Regions from separate parts of the Macaca mulatta genome. Here region 1 is linked to region 2. A link is a contact called in public Hi-C data. All regions are on one chromosome and are shown on one strand. The core of a region is the stretch at or near the end of the contact, and the rest is flanking DNA. Distances in the headings are between cores, read along the strand shown.

The links. A called contact is a pair of places that touch in the nucleus more often than the background predicts.
Region 1: a contact with region 2 is called in a Hi-C map of fetal cortex germinal zone, with 3 times the contacts expected there. The contact joins the promoter of ATOSB here to the promoter of RUSC2 in region 2. A contact is called at or near these places in 5 of 14 Hi-C or Micro-C datasets (CD4 T cells, blood, fetal cortex germinal zone and 2 more).

What each region holds. Positions count from the first base shown.
Region 1 is chr15:64,606,783-64,613,154 of T2T-MMU8v2.0, forward strand. It overlaps ATOSB (atos homolog B), which reads left to right and starts at 3,485. Exons shown (of 9, transcript NM_001193876.2): 1 at 3,485-3,586. It overlaps LOC144334652 (a long non-coding RNA gene), which reads right to left and starts at 3,587. Exons shown (of 3, transcript XR_013404763.1): 1 at 3,450-3,587.
Region 2 is chr15:64,164,442-64,170,218 of T2T-MMU8v2.0, forward strand. It overlaps RUSC2 (RUN and SH3 domain containing 2), which reads right to left and starts at 2,813. Exons shown (of 12, transcript NM_001266666.1): 1 at 2,564-2,813. It overlaps LOC144334666 (a long non-coding RNA gene), which reads left to right. Exons shown (of 2, transcript XR_013404777.1): 2 at 1,415-4,857. It overlaps LOC144334663 (a long non-coding RNA gene), which reads left to right and starts at 4,930. Exons shown (of 2, transcript XR_013404774.1): 1 at 4,930-5,429.

The DNA of each region.
Region 1 (6,372 bases), core at 2,235-4,734, 440 kb after region 2:
GTGGTCAACTCTGGGAACGAAAGGGAATGAGATTAGGGAGGAGTATGTAAGGGCTATAACTATTTGAAATACTAATTTCTTTAACAGAGAACTTGAAGCAAATGTAAAATATTAAGATTTGCTCGCCGGGCGCGGTGGCTTACGCCTGTAATCCCAGCACTTTGGGAGGCCGAGGCGGGCGGATCACAAGGTCAGGAGATCGAGACCACAGTGAAACCCCGTCTCTATTAAAAATACAAAAAATTAGCCGGGCACGGTGGCGGGTGCCTGTAGTCCCAGCTGCTCAGGAGGCTGAGGCAGGATAATGGCGTGAACCCGAGAAGCGGAGCTTGCAGCGAGCCAAGATCGTGCCACTGCACTCCAGCCTGGGTGACAGAGCGAGACTCCGTCTCAAAAAAAAAAAAAAAAAAAAAAAAAAAAATTTGCTAAAGCTATGTGATAAAAGTGTGGTTTTTCTGTTTTTTTTTTTTTTTTTTTTTTTGGAAACAGGGTCTCGCTCTGTTACCCAGGCTGGAGTGCAGTGGAGCAATCTCCGCTCACAGCAATTTCTGCCTCCCAGGCTTAACCAATTCTTGCACCTCAGCCTCCCGAGTAGCTGGGACTACAGGGATGTATCACGACACCCAGCAAATTTTTGTCTTTTTAGTAGAGATGGGGTTTCACCATGTTGGCCAGGCTGGTCTCAAACTCCTGACCACAAGTGATCCACCTGCCAGATGGATATTTGTTATGATATTCTTTAGAGCTTCCTGTATGCCTCAAGTATTTCATAAAGAAGTTCTAAAAATCTTGTAGAAAAATAAAGACTCAGGCTGCCTAGGTACCACTGTTGTTTTTTTTTTTTTAAACTGCAATATGAGGCCAGGTGCTCTGGCTCACACTTGTAGCCAAAAAAACAAAAAACAAACAAAAAAAACGCCGGGCACAGTGGCTCATGCCTGTAATCCCAACAGTTTGGGAGGCCGAGGCAGGTGGGTCACAAGGTCAGAATATCAAGACCATCCTGGGCAACATGGTGAAACCCTGTCTCTACTAAAAATACAAAAATTAGCTAGGCATGGTGGCATGAGCCTGTAGTCCCATCTATTCAGGTGAATTGCTTGAACCCAGGAGGCAGAAGTTGCAGTGAGCCGAGATAGCACCACTGCACTCCAGCCTGGGCAAAAGAGCAAGACTCTGTCTCAAAGTAAAACAAAACAAAACAAAAACTGTTAAGGTCATCAAAAACAAGGAAGTTTGAGAAACTGTCACAGCCAAGAGGAGCCAAAGGAGACATAATGTCTAAATGTAATGTGCCAGCTTGGATCAGATCTTGGAACAGAAAAAGGACATAAGGGAAAAACTAAGAAAATCAGAATAGGCTGGGCGCAGTGGCTCATGCCTCTAATTCCAGCATTTTGAGAGGCCGAGGCGGGCAGATCACCTGAGGTCGGGAGTTCGAGACCAGCCTGACCAACAACGAGAAACCTCATCTCTACTAAAAATACAAAATTAGCCAGGGGTGATGGCACATGCCTGTAATCCCAGCTACTCAGGAGGCTGAGGCAGGAGAATCTCTTGCAACCAGAAGGCAGCGGTTGCAGTGAGCCGAGATCACACCACTGCACTCCAGCCTGGGTGAAAGAGTGACAACTCCGTCTCAAAAAAACAAAAGGAAAATCAGAATAAAGTGTGGATTTTAGTTATTGTTAATGTATCAATATTGGCTCATTAATTGTAATAAATGAACCATATAAGGAAACATGTTAATAATAGGAGAAACTAGGTATAGTGTACATCTGAAAACTCTCTGCACTATTTTTACAAGTTTTCTGTAAATCTAAAATTGTTCTACAATTAATTTTTTAAAGTCAAGTAATTTACCCAAATCTATACAGCTAGTAAATACTCAAAGGTATGAGACAAACTCATAAGTTGAACCCATAAGTTGAAGTTTGAAGTTTAAGTTGAAGAAGTTTAGATGACTTCAAACTCTGTGCTTTTCCCACTACACAAAACCTTTCTTAGTTTGCCCTTCTGGGATTATGTAGGCATTTGTATCACTGTCTAAACAATACGTTCCTTATGGGCAGAGAAAATACTTTGTTCTTTCTTTTTTTTGCGCCTTCCACACCATTGACGTTGAGTAAACCAGTTTAAGTTAACTACTGGCATAAAGTCACAGAGCCTTGAGAATCTTTGTCCACCAGGCTGGAGTGCGATGGTGCGATCTCAGCTCACTGCAGCCTCTGCCTCCTGGATTCAAGCGATTCTCCTGCCTTGGCCCCCCCCCCGCCCCCGCCCCCGCCCCCGCCCCCGCCCCCGCCCCCGCCCCCGCCAGAGTAGCTGGGATTACAGGCGCCTGTAATTTGGCGGGTGCTGTGGCTCACGCCAGTAATCCCAGCACTTTGGGCACCGAGGAGGGTGGATCGCTTGAGATCAGGAGTTTGAGACCAGCCTGGCCAACATGGTGAAACCTGTCTCTACCAAAAATACGAAAATTATTCCAGCCTAGTGGCGCACGACTGTAATCCCAGCTACTCCGAAGGCTGAGGCAGGAAAATTGCTTGAACCCAGTAGGCGGAGGCTGCAGTGACCGAGATCGCACCACTGCACTCCAGTTTGGGCGAAAGAGCGAGACGCGGTCTCAAAACAAATAAAAAAGAATGTGACTTTTGGAGAACTTGATCAAATCAGACCCAAACGGTCTGCTCCTCAGAGAGGCCACAGATTGGCGCTGAGCTGGGCTCTCTCAGTTCTGCAAGTGTCCTGTACTGCCATCTACCGGTGTCTGGAAAGCGTCGCCCTCCCTTATTGTATCTCATGGGGAGAGGCTGGAGAGAAGAGACTCAAGCGCCACTTAAATTGCAGAACATATGTAACTGTACTGCAGTTCATTCGACACCTGTACAAGGGAAAGGCCTCACTTTTCTCCAGCAATTGCAGGCCATCCTAACTCCATATTAACACTCATCTCGTAAAATTCACAGATCTCCTCGCTGACCTGCCTCAATAGGTACAGATCTGACTCCATACCAACACTCATCTCGTAAAATTCACAGATCTCCTCGCTGACGTGCCTCAATAGGTACAGATCTGACTCCTACTGTCCATCCCAGAACCCACACCCGCCTGCACAGCGTAGGCTTCAGAAACTGCTCAACCTCGCAAACCTGAACCCCATCGCCCAGATTCCCTTATTTTCACAGACCCCTGAGATTCCTTGCACTACCTTGCAAACCCTACGGACCTCCCCTATTAGTGCAAATGCACGCGCCAACCCAGACATCCCTACAAAGAGGCTCGAGTTTCGCAGGCAGCTCACACCGGCGCGAAAGCAGCGAGAGAGCCCCAACCCGGCTCAGAGCCCTCAGGCTTGTGGCTTTGGCCCTGGCTCCGGGTTCCCACCCTTCCCTGATCCGCTCCGCTCAGGCTAGCAGCCTGTCGACCGAAGCCCCGCCCCTCTAGACCTGTCATCACAGAAGCCGCACGTGGCCGGGTGGGACCTCAGGCGACCTGCGGCCATCACTTTGTCTCCTCCGTCATCCATTGGGGCTGCCACCGCCAATCAGAGCCAGCGGATCCTGGTTGGATCGCGACCGCCCGGGTGAGGCGTGAGGGAGAAGGGGCGGAAGGAGGAGAGGCTCTGAGATGGGAGGGGGATCGTGGTGGAAGGGGGCCTGGCGCGACTTCTGCCAGGCTGGAATCCGAGGGGGCGGGTCCCGGTGAAAGGCGGAGAGACCAAGAGAAGGCGGGGATCGCGGGTGGGGCCTGGGAAAAGCTGAGGATCCTGGGGAAATGCAAAGAAAACGCGAAAGAGGAGCGGGGACAGAAGGGGGCGGGGCCCGGGCTACAGGGGAGGAGCTCGAGAAATTAAACGAGGAAAGGGACAAGTCCGGAGAAGGTGGAAGGTGGGACAAGGGAGACGGTGGGCCTGGGCGTTGCGGGGGCGGGGCTCGAACCGAAGGGGCGAGGTTTGCAGGCCGAGACTACAGATAGGACTGCTCAGTAACTGCCCCAACCACTACCACCTACCCGAGTGCAACGGGATCCACGGAACTACAGGTGTGGGGCGGGGTGAGCGTGGAAGAAGGGACGCGGATGGGGGTGCGCTTTGCAGACAATCTGGAGACTGCTGTATGTTGAGGGAAGACACGGAGTCGGGGGAGCAGTTGGGGACTCAATGTGTGGGCAACAAGGTGCATTCTCTAGGGGCCTCTATGGAGGAAGGGCAGGAGCGCTTTGTTGTGGGTGGGGGGGTGTTGCGAGGTACACCGTGAGGGGACTGTGTCGCTGTCTGATGTGGGGGGTTGGAGGAGGTACATGAGGGGGAGGGGACTTGGAGGCGCTTTGACGGAAGGGGGACTGTTTAATGGAGAAGGGCTGGTGGTCCAGAGTGTAGCGGTGTCGGAGGGTCTGTGGGCACTATCTAGGGGAAGGGGTTGTAGGCCCCAGTTGAGGCGGGAGAACAGAACCCCCAGTACTTTGAGAAAGTAACAGTTTAGGGCATTGTAGTAACTCCAGGAAGATATTGTGTTCTGGGTTCTAGGAGCAAGGGTGATGGAGTTAGTTGGGTGAAGAGGCCAATCTGTTGCACTCCTGTCTGCTCAGCTTTTAACTTCACCTCCTGGCCTGAGCACTCAGAGAGGAGTCGGACCCTGCTTGTCACCAGGGCTTGTGTGACTGTCTCCTCAGTCTCTTTTGGATCTGTCCAGCTGAGACTGGGGTTTCTTCCCCTAGCTGATGTCCTGGGGGACCCTTCCCCCACTGGGTTCCTGTCAACCCCCCATCCTAGTTCCTGTTCCTCCCAGAGCCAGCCTTGTCTCTGTCTCCCCCTCCCCCTCCCTGCCCTGCCCTTACGCTCTGGGTGTGCTCATTTCCCACTTCCTTCCTTGCCCCAGGGCCTGGCCTGGCCCTTGCCCATCTAGGAGCCATGCCCTGCCTGGGACTTTGTGCTCAATGACCAGAGACCATGGTAACCAGCAGCAGGGCTCAGACCCCACCCCCACCACTACCACCCAGGTCTCTCACATAGACCCCCAAGTGACTGGTAGCCACATTTAACCACTTGACACAAACTGATTTTCCCCACCCTTGTCCTTCCCCTGGGTGGGGAACACTAGGGCTTCTGTGGGAGGGGGGAAGTGGTGAGGAGTATTGAGGATCTTCCATCTGTTTTGAGAGGTGGGCTATGACTGTAAGCTGAACCCAGTAAGGGTTGTGAGGTTCCAGCCTCAGGGAAGGAAAAGGGAGTAGCTCCCCACACTCCAGGCTTGGAAGCACTATCAGAACCGAGACTAGGACCTAGTTCTCTTGAGGGCTCCTCTGCTTCCCTGAGGGGATTTGATGGAGTGCTAGAGTTCCTTTTGCCCCTAGGCTGGCTGGGAGAGGGTGGGAAAGGCTTGAGTTCCACACAGTGGCTGAATGAGTGTGACAGTGTTGCTAAAAGGGGCCCCAAGCCAGCCTCCTCACACAACCACCCAGGAGCTGAGAGACTGGCTGGGGAGGGGGGGATTGTGCTGAGGACAGACAAAGCCCTGGGGTAGGGTGGGGTAAAAAAGGGCAGGCTGAAGCCTTTTGAGGAGGAGCTGATTGCTATGGCAACACTGCTTCCCAGACAGTCTCTCAGAGAGGGCGGGCCTAGGGCAGACTCTCTCTAGCTTCCTCAGGACTGGGGAGGTTTGTGTGAGTGGGTGGGGCATGAAGAGAAAGGGCATCAGTTTGCTGTGCTGAGACTGGAGGATATAGCCTTTCTGCTTTGGTACAAGGCAGCAGGGCGTTCGAATGCCTGGAGCTATCCTCTGATATGGATATGAGTGAACAACAGTCATTAGAATTATAGAGCTGCAGAGGCCCTCAGCAGTCATTGTTTATACAAACCCCTTATTTTACAGTTTTGGAAATTTATGGCTAAAGAGACTGTGATTCCCCAGATGTCACAGTGAAAGGGCTAGATAGGATCCAGATCGCCTGATTGCTGTTCACTCAGCCCAGGGCCTGTTGTTTTCTTCAGTCAATGTTTATTGAACATTGCCAGGGACTCATGTTGGCTCTGTGAATATGAGCACAAATGAAACAAAGTTGCTGCTCTCATGGAGCTTCCATTCTAATAAGGGGAGAAAGAAATTATATAGGGGGAGGGAGAAGTCAGGTAGTGATAACTGCTATTAAAAAAAAAAAAAAAGCATGGTAAATTTAGGGCAGGAAGGTAAGGCCTCTTTTTTTTTTTTTTTTTTTGAGAGACAGTCTCAGTCTGTCGCCCAGGCTGGAGTACAGTGGCATGATCTCAGCTCACTGCAACCTCCGCCTCCTGGGTTCAAGCGATTCTCCTGCCTCAGCCTCCTGAGTAGCTGGGATTACAGTTGCGCGCCACCACACCCAGCTAATTTTTGT
Region 2 (5,777 bases), core at 1,563-4,062:
AGATAAGACTCAGGAATCCTAACTTTTGACCTTTTTTCTTGATCAGTTAAGAATATAATGAGAGTAGACCCAGCATGGGGGCTCACGCCTGTAATCCCAGCACTTTGGGAGGCCGAGGCAGGCGGACCATGAGGTCAAGAGATTGAGAACATCCTGGCCAACATGGTGAAACCCCGTCTCTACTACAAATACAAAAATTAGCTGGGTGTGGTGGCACGCTCCTGTAATCCCAGCTACTTGGGAGGTTGAGGCAGGAGAATCACTTGAACCCAAGAGGTGGAGTTTGCAATGAGCTGAGATCGTGCCACTGCACTCCAACCTGGGTGACAGAGCGAGACTCCATCTTAAAAAAAAAAGAAAAAAAGAGAGTAAACTGTACATATGACACCACAGAGAACATTTACTGAGAGTGTATCTCAGGCTCCTTTCCTGGGAGTGACTTTTTCTACATCCAGACAAGTGGCCCATCCCCTCTAATGAAGGTGAAGAGAAAACACTGAGCTGGAAGAGCTCATTTCAGACTTTTTCTGCCCTGACTAAATGGAGAGACATGGAAGATGCGGATGGGGAAGAAACAGAGGATCCAGAATAAGAAGAAAGTTCTATGAGAGCCTCTTTCCTGGCCCTTGTCCCAAATGGGTGTCTCTTGTCCTATTATAATACTATAAATGGTCATTTATTCAATACTTATATGCCATTAATTTACATACATCATCTTTAAATGTACTGTAACATTTTTAAGTAGGCATAATCCTTCCCATTGTAAAGATGAGAAAACCAAAGCTTAGAGTGTATAAGTAGTTTGCCCATATTTACACATCTGAGATGGGATTCATTCCCAGGTCTGCCCAATTTGTAATTATTTCCACTACAATGGCCTTCCACAGAAAATGATTGGGGCCACACCCTCTTCCTAAAGTCCTTGCAATTACTCTGCTCCCAGAGCAGCTGCACCCTACCTGTCCTGGGTAGACCCACATTTCAGCCTCCATTTACGCAGGTTATGTCTATCTGCCTCTCTATTCTATGAACCTACAATCCCTTTCATACTGTCCCCAGGCTGTGATCACACTTGTCAATCTCACCTCCTGCCCCAGTTCCCAGCCCTCATCTCCCTGCCCCATACATAGTCTCAAGTCTCATTTTTCCCTGCTCTGTGGTTCACATTCCTAGACACTTCCTGGGAACAAATACACTCCCATAACTATCCAGTGTATTCCTCAACTATATATTTGCACAATATGGCACTACTGTCTCCTATTATCCTATGTTTTTGAACCCTCTACCAAGGTAGTTATTAGAAGTGGGAATTTTTTTACAATTATTTTTTACAGACAGAGTCTAGCTTTGTTGCTTAGGCTAGAGTGCAGTGATGCGATCATAGCTCACTGCACCTTGAACTCCTGGGCTCAAGTGATCCTCCCACCTCAGCCTCCTTAGTAGCTGGGACTACAGGTGCACACCACAATGCCTGGCTAATTTTTAAATTTTTTGTAGAGACAGGGTTTCACCATGTTGCCCAGGCTGGTCTCAACTCCTAGGCTCAAGTGATCCTCCCACCCCAGCCTCTCAAAGTGCTGGGATTACAGGTGTGGAAATGGGAATTTAGGGAACTCTTCCTACCTGCTCAGCAATGGAGCAACTCTGGGCAGGAAAACCCCAGAAAAAAGATTTCCTCTAGCTTTGGTCATCAATGTCTTTCTGCCAGTCATAGAACCCTTCCCTCTTTTTTGGCCTTCTGAATAAAGACGGGAAAGACAATGGTCTTCAATTGCTCTTCTCTAGCAATCTGACCTTGACTTGAGATCCTGATAAGATGCCTCTGTAGGGCTGATAACCCTTTTCCTGACTGGTCCTCTCCTGGGTAGGATCAAAGGGAGAAGGGCGGGAGGGTAGATTTGGGAGTATTAGCTTACGCTTAGGTCTCTTCTTGAAGGCTTATTGTAACAGGTCAGGTGCCCTAGGCATTACAATGACTGTCCCTACCCCTGCCACACACTGTGGGGCACCCTGTTTTCTTACTCCATCCTTACCTGGAGCCTGGTGGCTCCCATAGCACCAGAAGATATGGTATGTGTGTCTATGTGCATGTATAGCTATGTGCATGTATGTATGTGTGTGTGGACAGAAAGGCTTCCCAGCCCCTTCTCTTGAAAGCTGCATGGATCCTTGCATGTTCTCCATCATAAACTTACAGTAGCTATAGGGGTGTCTCCTCCCATTAAGCCTTTGTTTCTAGATCTGACTCCCCCATCCCTGACCCATACTAGAAGCTTCATTAGAAATGCCCAAAAAGGAAGGATGCGATCTGCTTCTTGACAAAATAGCATAAATGGCATTAGCCCAAGCCTTGGCTTTTCCCCATCTCTGCACCATAGCCCAAATGTATGCATGGATGAGCTCGTCTAATGCTGTGCTCCCGCACATTCCCTTTATCCCCCCAGCACCGTCCCCCTCTCCCTTTTGGAAAGACAAAGCCAACCCTCAGAAGCCAGGGCCCAAATGTGCTGATCAGTATCCTAGCATCTCTGCCCTGCCCCTCCCCCAGCTCCCTGAGCCATACCTTTGTCAGGAGCCTTGAGCTGGACCCCTGATGTGTCTGTCCCTTTTGCACTCCGACCAAGCTCTACCTCGACAGTTCCAGCTGAGACACTGTTCCACGGGACCACACAGGGGAACTGGACCGATTTCCTAAGATCTGATTTCTGCTAATACAATGGCATCGTTGCTAATGCAGGGAGGCTGCGCAATCCCAGCCCCAGTCTCCGTGCTGCTGCCGCGGCTGCTGGTGATGCGGTGACGTTGCTGCTAAGGGAAGGGGGAAGGGAAAGGAGCAGGCAGGCCCACAGCACAGCCACTCAGCCTCCCTCCCTTCCAGTCCCTGTGGGCCCTTTAGCCTAGGGAAGGGGGAGGGTAGAGAAAGTCAGTGCTGGAAGATGGAGAACTCTCAAGACAGCAAAGGAAAAATGGGGAGAGTTGTGTCTAGCTCCTCTTTTGTCCTTAGGCGTCTCAGGGAAGATGTCTGGGCAGAGCCTTGGAGCTTCCTTCCTTCTTTAGGCTCCTCCTTTTATATCTTAACCAGAAACCTCTCCCTCCTCTTTTTGCCCATTGTGAATGACTCTGTTTTCCAGCTTTTTCCTCTAACCAGGATTCCAGACTAGCCTCAGGGTGGGGCAGTCAGCCTGGGAGGGGATTCCTGAAGCCCAGAAGGGAGGCTGCAGGGACCAGTCACCATTCTGCCAGCAGTAACTTGAACTCAGTCCTGGTGGATGGCCCACGAGTCTTAGCACTGGCCTTCCTAGAGAGACAGGGTGCTAGGCAGGCTTCTGTACACTGGGGTGGTAAGTCTTAAGGACCTGGAGGCTGCAGGCCCTCTTCCTAACACGGTATTCAATTCAGTTCCCTGGGTCTTCAGAGGTCTACTCGCTGTGGCTGAAGTAGAACTGGCCCCTCTCACATACATCGGTTCTCAGTCAGTGCTCAGCTGGGTCCAGCTGGGTTTGTGTGGAGGCAGAATCCCTCTAGCTGGGCTGAGAGGCCAGGAAGCCTATCTTCCCAGGGAAAGGAAGGCAGGGGACAGTGGTCTCTCCTAGGCCAGAGAGAAATCTCAGTTCTGCTTGGAGACCTACAGAGTCCTCTGCTCCTTCCCTGCTCCACCCTCCTCAGGTTCTGGGCCAATTCTGTGGGAATAAGGAAAAAAGGAAGAAACTGCAGCTAGAGCCAGTTGTACAGGAAGTTGCGGTGAGGTCTCTGTCCACTTTGTGTCACTGCTCCCTGCTGCTACGCTTGAATACAGAGATAGTCTCAAGCAGGGGTTGGTCCCCAAACACTAGCCCTGCCTAGGGCTCCTCCCAAGGTGACTACTATCTGGACTCCACAGCCATGCCCTCGGATTTCAGGGCCTGAGAAAGAAGCCTTTGGAGAAACCACTGGCCAAGACCATAACAGCTATCCCTCAGGATCCGGAAGAGATGTAACTTCTTTTCCTTTCTTGTTTCTCCTATTCCCTATGACATCCATGTGTCCACTGACACCATGCTCAGCTGAGTCAATTGTAGAGAGAACAAAAACACACAAAGACACAAAGATCCATCTCCAGCCTTGACTTGTTTGAGCAGCCATGGCCCCTTGATCCTATAAAGCAGGGAACAGTGAGGAAGGGAAGGAAGGAGGGAGACTGCTGTTCCTAGCCAGCCACTGAAAGGTGAGGAAATGGTGTCACTCTGCCTTCCTCTTGCCTAGCTGATACAGAACACAAAGCACGGTTGGATAAGCATCTGTAGGTTAGGGCAAAGTTAATCTTCATGACCAAGCATTTGGAGTTCAAGCTTCTTACCATGAGAGCTCTGGGCCCAGGGTCTTTGACTCTGAAATTTCTGTGAGGCTAAGTCATGCATTGTGCTGGACAGCCAGTGTTTCCAGTTGCCTATGGAAGGTGGCAGCTCTCAGACCTCTAGTGCCTGGCTTAATTCACTACATCACAGACAACCTTGCCACTTACTTCCTAACCACTACTGCCAAAGATCTAGGGCTTTTGAGGAAAGATCAAATTATTTTCCAACCAGAAACAAAACACAAATACTGTTACATTATAAACCTCAACCACCTCCTAACTAGTCTCCCCACTTGTAATTTACTTTTTAGTACTACCAGATTCATCTCCCTAAAGCACCACCTTTCTTCAACATGCCACTCCTCCTGGCCATTTTAATGGTTTCTCATTACCCAGAGAATCAAGTTGAGCCTCCTCATTTTGGCTTTAGAGGTCATCCATCTCGGCTATCTACTCTTTTTTTTTTTTTTTTTTTTTTTTTTTTTTTTTTTTTGAGTTTCACTCTTGTCATCCAGGCTGGAGTGCAGTGGCGTGATCTTGGCTCACTGCAACCTCCGTCTCCCGGGATCAAGTGATTCTCCTGTCTCAGCCTCCTGAGTAGCTGGGATTACAGGCACCCACCACCATGACCCGGCTAAGGTTTATATTTTTAGAAGAGATGGGGTTTTGCCATGTTGGCCAGGCTGGTTTTGAACTCCTGACCTCAGGTGATCCACGTGCCTCGGCCTCCCAAAGTACTGGGATTACAGGTGTGAGCCACCGTGCCCACCCTCGGCTGTCTACTCCACTCAACCTTGGTTTCCCATCATGCAATCCTTGAAACATGTTTCAGAAGATCATTTCCACTCTACTGCATTTGTTCATTCAGACTCTCCTTCCTGTTACACTTGGCCCTGTTCAAAATTATCCAAACCTACCAGGCCCAGAGCAACTCCTCCATCAAGTCTCCTCTGATTACCCCAGAGCCAGAAATAATCTGTCCTCTGAACCAGTGGTTGCAGGTGGTTGATTTTACAGACAAGAAAACAACTTCCACAAAAAACAGGTGGATCAATATTGGATTGCCAACTTCTTTTTTTTTTTTTTTTGAGACGGAGTCTCGCTCTGTCGCCCAGGCTGGAGTGCAGTGGCCGGATCTCAGCTCACTGCAAGGCCAACTTCTTATATTGTCAAGTAGCATCATTACAAAACTTTACATCAATGATCATAACTTTATAAGAAAGAGCATACTGTACTTTTCTCATTGCATTGCATATTAATGGCGAACTTCATCAGCAACTAGAATCAGTCCCTGAGAAGTTTTGATTAAGTAAATCATGTCACTTAACATGGTTATTGTTCTTTTTTGCCTATCTGCCTTAACATCTCTTCTAGACTGCAAAGTTGGAGTTATAGTCATCTGTGCATCTCCATTATCCAGTATATAAGACAATATCGTTTTTAT